2 separate regions of the Lactuca sativa genome follow, and region 1 is linked to region 2. Evidence: chromatin contacts called from public Hi-C data. All regions are on one chromosome and are shown on one strand. Each heading gives the region's core, a stretch centred on a gene start, on an enhancer-like site or on the middle of the called end of the contact. The rest is flanking DNA. Distances are from core to core; before and after follow the strand shown. Region 1 holds the start of LOC111906767 (sulfoquinovosyl transferase SQD2). Region 2 holds the start of LOC111891630 (protein ENDOPLASMIC RETICULUM-ARRESTED PEN3).

Region 1 (4,131 bases), core at 1,037-3,536, 310 kb after region 2:
ATATGATGCACATTTTCGTATCGGGTTGAACACAAAATTTAGATAAATCATAATTTACTCATATGAAGTCAGATTTGGGCGTTATTTATATCCACATGCTCTTGGTTACGGCCTCTACGTCTTTCTGATTATTTATCCTGAATAATCTTTTATTTTTACACTTTATTTTATTGTTTAACGATAAATTTTATAATATGGTTTTCTACAAATATTATATAATCTTAATATTTGTTTAAATGACATGTATACGATAGATATTTATTAGCTCGTAACGCGTATGAAGAACAATTACTATATTCAAAAGTTTTAATTGTTCGATAAAATGTATAGTTATTATTATACCTTAAACATCTAACCCGAATTTGCGGGCGTTATAGATTTTGTAATGATTATTAATTAAAAGAGGGGGATTTTGGTTTGTTTTTGTAAAAATTTAAGTTTACAAAAAACAAGTAAAAGATGCAACATGGTAAGTAATGAATGATATGAATCAATAAATATGGGGTAATCAACATTGAAATTTCATCACATAAAAAATAAAAAATTAGCTAATTTATCGTTATGATTTATGGTGTAATACTTGTGACTTAATATAATTTTGTTATAGAAACTAAAACTTGAATCCTCTAGATTCTTTTGAATTGATATGGTGGCTAGAGAAGCTCTGAACATACATTTTTTTTTATCAAGGTCTTGAATAATATGAGCATTTGGTTCATAAGAATTGAGTAGATTTAATATATAAGAATCATCAAATCCAAAAAAAGTCAAAAACTTACAATACCATTTACATAATTAACATAACTTCATGGTGTTAACATGAAATGAAAACATCTGCAAAAACCATTTCCTACAAATTGTTTTGAAGATCTGTTGCTTATAAAAAACAACTAACTAATTAATTATCATATAAATATTTGAATGCTTGAATAAAAACATAAGAGAGACATAGAACTTTAAGAAGAAATTACATTCATGGATCTAGAACACTATTTCATAAAATATTCAAATTCAAGCTAATGTTTATGGATTACATCCAATTTTTATTAAAGGAGAACTTAGCCACTCATGATTTAGAAAGAAAAAAAGGAATTAGTGTACAAAACATAAATACTTAATATATATATATATATATATATATATATATATATATATATATATATATATATATATATATATATATATATATATATATATATATATATATATATATATATATATATATATATATATAAAGAGACTCCCAAAGCTCTAAGAAGTCTAAGAAAACCGTCATCAACAATCCCCCTACTGGTTTGTTTGAGATCCTTTAGAAATAACACCAACCATACCCCTTATTGTTCCTAGAAAAAAAAGATAAAAATACATTTTTTAAGCCACATAGATCGTGTGGGATAAAGGCATAAAACTCATGTAACCGTGTGAAGTTTTATTTTTTCCATCCATTAACTTGCATGCGGAGGTCCATTTCATCTTGATCTTTCTTGATTCCTTGTCCTCACATCCATATATCATTAAGATCAGAAATTTATCCCAAAAATATAGTCCAAAACACTTCAAAAGTAAACCTAAACATCATAAAGAGTCCATCATCACATCCCTTAGCCCAATTAATCATCAAGTCTTGTAGATACCCACCATTATCTCCATCAACTTCTCCAATTGTAGATACCCACCATTATCTCCATCAACTTCTCCAAGCTGAAATAAATTGTTCTAAGCCCGTAAGAATGTCACATCTCTCTCAATTGACATCCACTCTATTTGAGTCTTCTAAAAATCTACAATTTAAACATAGATACTTGAAAGCACCCGATATGGCTATAAAAGGATATACAATAAATTATGTATGATGGTTTAACTAAAAATGAATGAAAATATGCTAAATAAATTATGAAAAAGTAAATAAAACGCAACTACAAGGATCATAATTCTACAAATTATGTTTTGAATCTAATTAAAAACATTTGAAATGATTTAAATCAATTAAATCAAAAGAGAGGTGTTTCATTTTCTCTTCTCTCAACTTCTACCTTGTGCTTCTATATTTATATTTTATACCATATTGTATCAGATGAGAGAGATGGATTCGTATGTGTTGATGGTTGGGATGAATGGATGTAAGAAGAATGAGAACAGTTGATGTGGCATCTATGTGTTAAGTGGGTTTTTTGATTTTTTTACCTATTATTGCTAATAGAGCCAAATGCACAAAATAAAGAAATAATTGTTTTTAATTTGTAAAAAGAATATTTTGTTTCAAAATGAGTGAAGCCCGATATCGTCAACTCTTCTATCTCTCCGCCCCTTTCCGTTTGTTCCGCTTGGCTTGGTTCGGATTGCACACGATAAGAAAACACACACATACACACATGTGTCATCATCGATCGCAATGGCAACCCGTCGTGTATGGGATTGATTGATAGTTCATACATAGCTCCATCTTCATATGGGGCCATAGCCCTTAGCAATAGCAGCTGCAACAGCATATGCTGTTTCTAAACCTTCCAACTTATTATTCGCCCAATCTCTCCATCACTACCGATAGGAATATCCCTTCATCCATTCCAGATAAATTCTCTTTGATTCCTTTCCAATTCGCCCAAATAAAACCCCCAATTTGTCTACTCACTAGTTACTACTCGCCACCATCATGCCAACATATTCGCTCTCGTTACACCCTTCTCTTTCTCTTCCATCCTCCTCTGCATCTTCTTCCTCATCTTGTTCTTCCATTGTTACTACTTCAAGAATTTCATGTTTCAATACCTTTGAAACGAAACCCATCTGCTTTAGCCCCTTCAAGAATCGGTCTTTTCATTATAAACGACAAACAAGAACACCGATTATAGTTTCTTCAGCTAATAAAGGTACAATTGAAGAGTTGAGAAAAGATGATGAAGAGGGTCCTCCTTCTCAGGTTGAATCGGAGATTAGTTCTAAACCTAGGCGTATTGCTCTCTTTGTTGAGCCCTCTCCGTTTGCGTGAGTCTCTCTAAAATTTTACAAATATTGATATTTCCAATTTGGGTTTTTGGTTTCTTGAACTGATTAATTTTGATTAATGTACTCTGCTTTGATTGTTACTTGATAAAATGGTGAAACTGTAAATGTGGATAACCCGATCATATTTGTAGATGCCAATTTCTCTTATTGTTTTGATTTTTCCTATATATCAAATTCATTCTGTATTTCATCTCTTAATGGATATATTGTCAAGCTATTTAATCTCTTTGGATTGCAGGTATGTTTCAGGGTACAAGAATCGATTCCAAAACTTTATTAGATATCTCCGTGAAATGGGGGATGAGGTAAGATGTAGATCATGAAATTATGTTGTTTGTTACATTTCAATGCTAAGAATACAAATCATCAAAATATCAAAATCCTTGCTTTCTATGGAGTTGAGTGTAACTTTAAAACTTTATTTGATTGAGGTCAATTTCTTTCTTTTTCACGAAAATCCTGTGCAACTTTTTTGTTAGGTATTCAGTTAGGCCCAGTTTGTTACACGAAAATTACAATTTTTCAGTGTGACAAATGCAACCTTAGTTGAATATTTGAGTAACATGATGTAATTAATATGTATTCTATAAGTAAAGAAAAATATCGACCATCTTTCAAAAGTATATATATGCTTTGAATCAATTAGTAAACTTATATAATTCACTTGTATAGGTGATGGTTGTAACTACTCATGAAGGGGTGCCTCAAGAGTTCTATGGAGCCAAATTGGTTGGCTCTAAAAGGTTGACTCCCTTCAATTTTTTATTTTATTTTATTTTTTTATTTGTTAGAATTCATGGTTAATTTAGGCTAAAGGTAGGAACTTTATCACTTAAGAACACATTTAATACTTTATTTACCATTAAAAAGATGTCTAAAATGCCCTTCAAGAATCGATAAATGAAAACTTTTGCAATGTTCAATGACCCCGTTTCTTTCTTATTTTCATTACATGCTATTGGGATAAAGTACTATTCGAATAAATAATGTTTAAACCTATTTGAGAAAGCTTCATTTCTATGACTTTCTATATTAAGACATTCTTTCTGTATTAAGTCAAATACAAATAGAAACGCCCATTAACTATATCTTGATTCTTTCTCATTTAGCTTCCCTTGCCCATGG
Region 2 (4,469 bases), core at 1,813-4,312:
AAAACCCTAAAGCTTGGATCTAGGTTTCTCTGTTATACATGCAATTCATCCAAGACTTGAATATCCTAATCTAGCACACTACAAAGCTTGAGATCTATATAAATAAGAAAGTAAGAATATTACCTCTTGATTGTAGTATGAAACTTGAATCTTCAAAGCTTACGAGAACTAAGCACCTCAAATGTGATGCCTCTAATGGCTTACAAACACCAAGGCAAGAGGATGATGTTTAAGAGAGAGGATGAGAGGCTAGAATTCGGCTCCAGGATTCCAAGGGATCAAGTGGCCGAATTCTGATGCCTTAGGGGTCCTTTTATACTTGAGCTGCTAGGGTTTCAAAAAAAACCATGATTGGATAGCTTAGGCCTTAAGCAGTCTACATAACCTTCCAGAATAAGGCCCCCTTGGACGAATTCAAGATGGACTCCACCTCAATTTCGTCCATTCCCTAATCCATAAGGATTCTTAGCCCAAAATCAATTATCTTATAATTGCAATTCCAATCTCCTTTATTTAATTAATCTCTTTTAGTCACAATAATTAAGTTTTAATTAATTATTTAACTAATATTAATTAAACAAATATGATTTATCTTTTAATATATTATTCTTATAATATATTAATAAACCACAATATCCTCTTTCTTTATAAATCATCATGTCTTGTTGCTTTGGCGAAGGCAAATCAAAATGACCATGCTCAACCGGGTCAAGTACGTACCAAATATAGTTATGGACTTAGACACTAATCCAACAGAATAACCTAACATATGTTATCGAGATATATCTAGCTTGCAAAGTCCTTCAATTTGCCTCCCAAAACATACTCCATGTAGATATATGCTTTGGGTTATTAGAAATAAAATATAAGTTATTTTTGAACAACATGCAACACATTAGCATTAAAAAGGGACTTAAGAGAATAGCTCAAGCCAAATTACAAAAATTAGTTTGAAATATGAGACATACACCAAACCGACCAAACAAAAAGACAAAATTTGGATCTATTCTTAACCCAATTAAAAATAGTAATGCTAATGTCATCCGCAAGAAGAATAACAACTTTCCTCTCATTCCAATACACTAAAGCATTCTGAGCCTTCCAAATTGTCCAGATGGTAGTATAAACGAGAGCTAAATGCAAATTTAAACATTTTTGTTACATGTGTTCGCCTTCAACAACTCCACCAGATTTAAACAGGATGAAGGAAGACCTTGCAACGAGGAGGACAAGCAAATTAACCAACTCCACAACTTTGAAGCATAGAAACATGCAAAGAAAACAGAATCAACGATCTCATCCAATAACTTGCAAAATAGGCATGATGTAGAAGAAACAACCATTCCTCTCTTAGAAAGATTGGTGAAAGTGGGAATTCTATCTTTACTCAATCTCCAAACAAAGCAATTGATTTTGATCGGAATACAGTTAACCCACTTAAAAGAGTTGCCGCTACTCTCCACTTCTATATCCAAGAGACGTCTCACTTGTTTCACATCAAACTCACCATTCTCTTCATTTTTCCATAGCCATTTATCTGAGCCTCCTGAAAATTACGTAAGCAAACTAATATGCATAAAATTGATTAGTTTCACGACCCCTACAAAGAGGTCTTGACCACTCCCAATTCCATTGAGTATCCATTTTACTCCCAAGAATAACCTGCTTAATGATCAAACAATCTTTATTAGAATCAATCACATAGATGTCAGGACATCTATCTTTCAACAAAGCATACAACACCATACATCCTTCCAAAATTGAGTTTTATCACCTATACCAACCTTTCTAATAAAAACGTTAGCCCAATTAATACCTCTATCTTCAAACTTTGATTCGATTTGAGAGATATGGAACCAACCACCTTTAAAAGATCTTTTAGCTAATGGTTTCACATCCACTAATTTAAGCTCGTGAATAGACTTGATGCAAGAGAACCAAAAAGAATCATAATCAAATTTAAGACCCCACTATCATTTTGAAAGAAAGGCTAAATTCGCCGCATGGAGACTCCCACTCAAAGACCCCCTTTCTCTTTAGGTTTGATAACTACCTCCTAAGCAACCCAATGAATTCTCCTTTTGTCTTCATCGCCTCCCCATAATAATCTTCCTCTAATATTTTCAAGAAAGTCAATTACTTTCTTAGGAGCCTAAACTAAAGAGAAATAGTAAAGAGGAAGGTTGTTAAGAACCTATTTAACAAGAGTAAGACGACCTCCAAAAGATAAGCATTTAGCTTTCCATTTAGACAATTCCATCTGAAATTTTTCAATAATTTGATTCCAATGCTTGGCTAATTTCATGTTGGCTCCCATCGGGAGCCCAAGATAAGTAAACGGAAAGGTGGCAGATTCACATTTCAAAATACTATCAAGTCTATCAATTTCCAAGTTGCTAACCCCCACATCAAAAACTTTATTTTTTTGTAAATTCACCTTCAAACCAGAGGCAAGATAAAAACACCGAAGCAACCTACTCAAATTAGCAAAGTTGATTTACTACCACTCAACAATAAAAGTGACGTGTTTGACATACATAAGGTGGGACAAAGATATATTACAATTCGGAAGGGATATACCTCTAAAATAATGGAGCTCACATGTCTTCTCCATAGAAATATGAAGCCCCTCCATAACAATAACAAAAAAAAAGGGAGCCAACAAATCACATTGTGTAACCCCTCTTTTAATGTTGAATTCTTTCGTGGGAGCACCATTAATTAACAATGAGTCTCTACTTAAGAAAAGACAGCCCCTTATCCATCTTCTACATTTACATCCAAGTTCTCTCGGTTCCATAAGCAAGTCTAAAAATCTGCTCAAAGAATCAAAGGATTTGTCAAAATTAACCTTGAAAATCAATGTTTTTTTCTTCAATCTCTTAGTGTTAGTCCATGAGTAAACTTCATTAAACAAAAGAGACTCGTCTAAAATGTTTCTACCTTCCGTATTAGTTGTATGTTCAACGCTTATAGTTTTATCAAGAACCATCTTAAACTCATTAGCAACCACCTTTCAAAGAGTCTTATACATACAACCCACAAGGTTCATCCATCTATATTGTATAACATACTTATTTATATAAAATGTTAAGGGTGGAAGTTATCGACAATGGCAATCTAGAGGGAGAAGTTGTACCAAGATAGCAAAAATATTGAGGCTAATTTCGTAAAAACGTACATGAGAGTCGGCCTAAAATAGCCTATGCTCCATAACCCAACTCCCAGAATCGGGAATCAGTAGCCGCCACTGAATTTAAATGGAGGACGGACTTTCCAATATTACCCTCACTGACCGCATCAAGCTAAACGTCGGCGGGAAGCTCTTCGAGACCACCATCTCCACCCTCCGTTCCGGCGGCCCAGATTCGCTCCTAGCTGCCCTCTCCAACCGCCAGGTACAGTCTTCAAATCCAGTGTTTATTGACCGAGATCCTGAGATATTCTCTGTCCTTCTATCCCTCCTCCGCACCAATCGCCTTCCGTCAACCTCCCGCCGGTTCACTGACCAAGAGCTCTCCGATGAAGCGTCATATTACGGTATCGAATCACAGCTCAAGTCCGCTATGCTTCCTAATCCACTTTCTGGTATCGATGCCTCTGTCATCGCCACAATACGACCTGCCTCCGACGGCGTGGTTTCCGCCTTTACAACCATCGATGATGGATCGGTATGGATAGCGCACGGCGGCCAGATCTCTGTCTATGATTGGAACTTAACGCACGCCGGTACTGTACGGACTCACCTTGACTCGATTACTTCAATTAGGCAAGTTACGCCTTCCGCAATGGCGGCCATAGCGTGCGATGTTGCTTCTGGTATTCATTTTTACAACTTCGCCAACGGTCGTCGAGTCGGCTCCGTGGAGTGGACCGATCCTACCGATCCGAGAATCTACAAAGCTAGAGTAACCGCCATCGCTGACTCGCCTGACTCGGTTTTCGCCGCCTTCGATTCACACCACAAGGAAAACTCCGTACTCGCGATCGACAAATCAACTCTCCAGGTGACATCAGAAATCGGTCGTCAATCCGGAAATTCATCGAAATCAATCGTTCCTGGAAACCTAACATACGTGAATGATCTCGGAATTCTCGCTGCCAACGCCGTAACATCCGGAGCTTTCGGTTTCTCCGGTTACATCCGTCTGTGGGATCCCCGATCCGCACGCGTGGTTTGGGAGACGAACGAGCCAGGTTCTGGACGAAGCAGCAGGTTTGGGGATTCCTTCGCTGACGTAAGCATCGATGTTAGCGAGGGTACTATGTGTAAAATTTGCTCCAAATCAGGCGACTTGGCCATGGCTGATTTGCGGAAATTGAGCGATGATCCATGGGTATACTTGAGAGATACCAATCCAAGTTTGAGAAACACCAGTGGAGGGATAAACAACAGTATAGTCCATTGTTACAGGAAGCAAGTCTTTGTTGGGAGAGATGGTGGACTAGAAGTATGGTCTAGAGTAGCA

What was found. A called contact is a pair of places that touch in the nucleus more often than the background predicts.
Region 1: a contact with region 2 is called in a Hi-C map of leaf, with 5 times the contacts expected there. The contact joins the promoter of LOC111906767 here to the promoter of LOC111891630 in region 2. A contact is called at or near these places in 2 of 4 Hi-C or Micro-C datasets (both in leaf).

The regions. Positions count from the first base shown.
Region 1 is chr9:40,462,160-40,466,290 of Lsat_Salinas_v11, forward strand. It overlaps LOC111906767 (sulfoquinovosyl transferase SQD2), which reads left to right and starts at 2,287. Exons shown (of 11, transcript XM_023902539.3): 1 at 2,287-2,985; 2 at 3,245-3,311; 3 at 3,679-3,749; 4 at 4,116-4,131. The coding sequence starts at 2,654.
Region 2 is chr9:40,150,509-40,154,977 of Lsat_Salinas_v11, forward strand. LOC111891630 (protein ENDOPLASMIC RETICULUM-ARRESTED PEN3) reads left to right here and starts at 3,063. Exons shown (of 1, transcript XM_023887693.3): 1 at 3,063-4,469. The coding sequence starts at 3,261.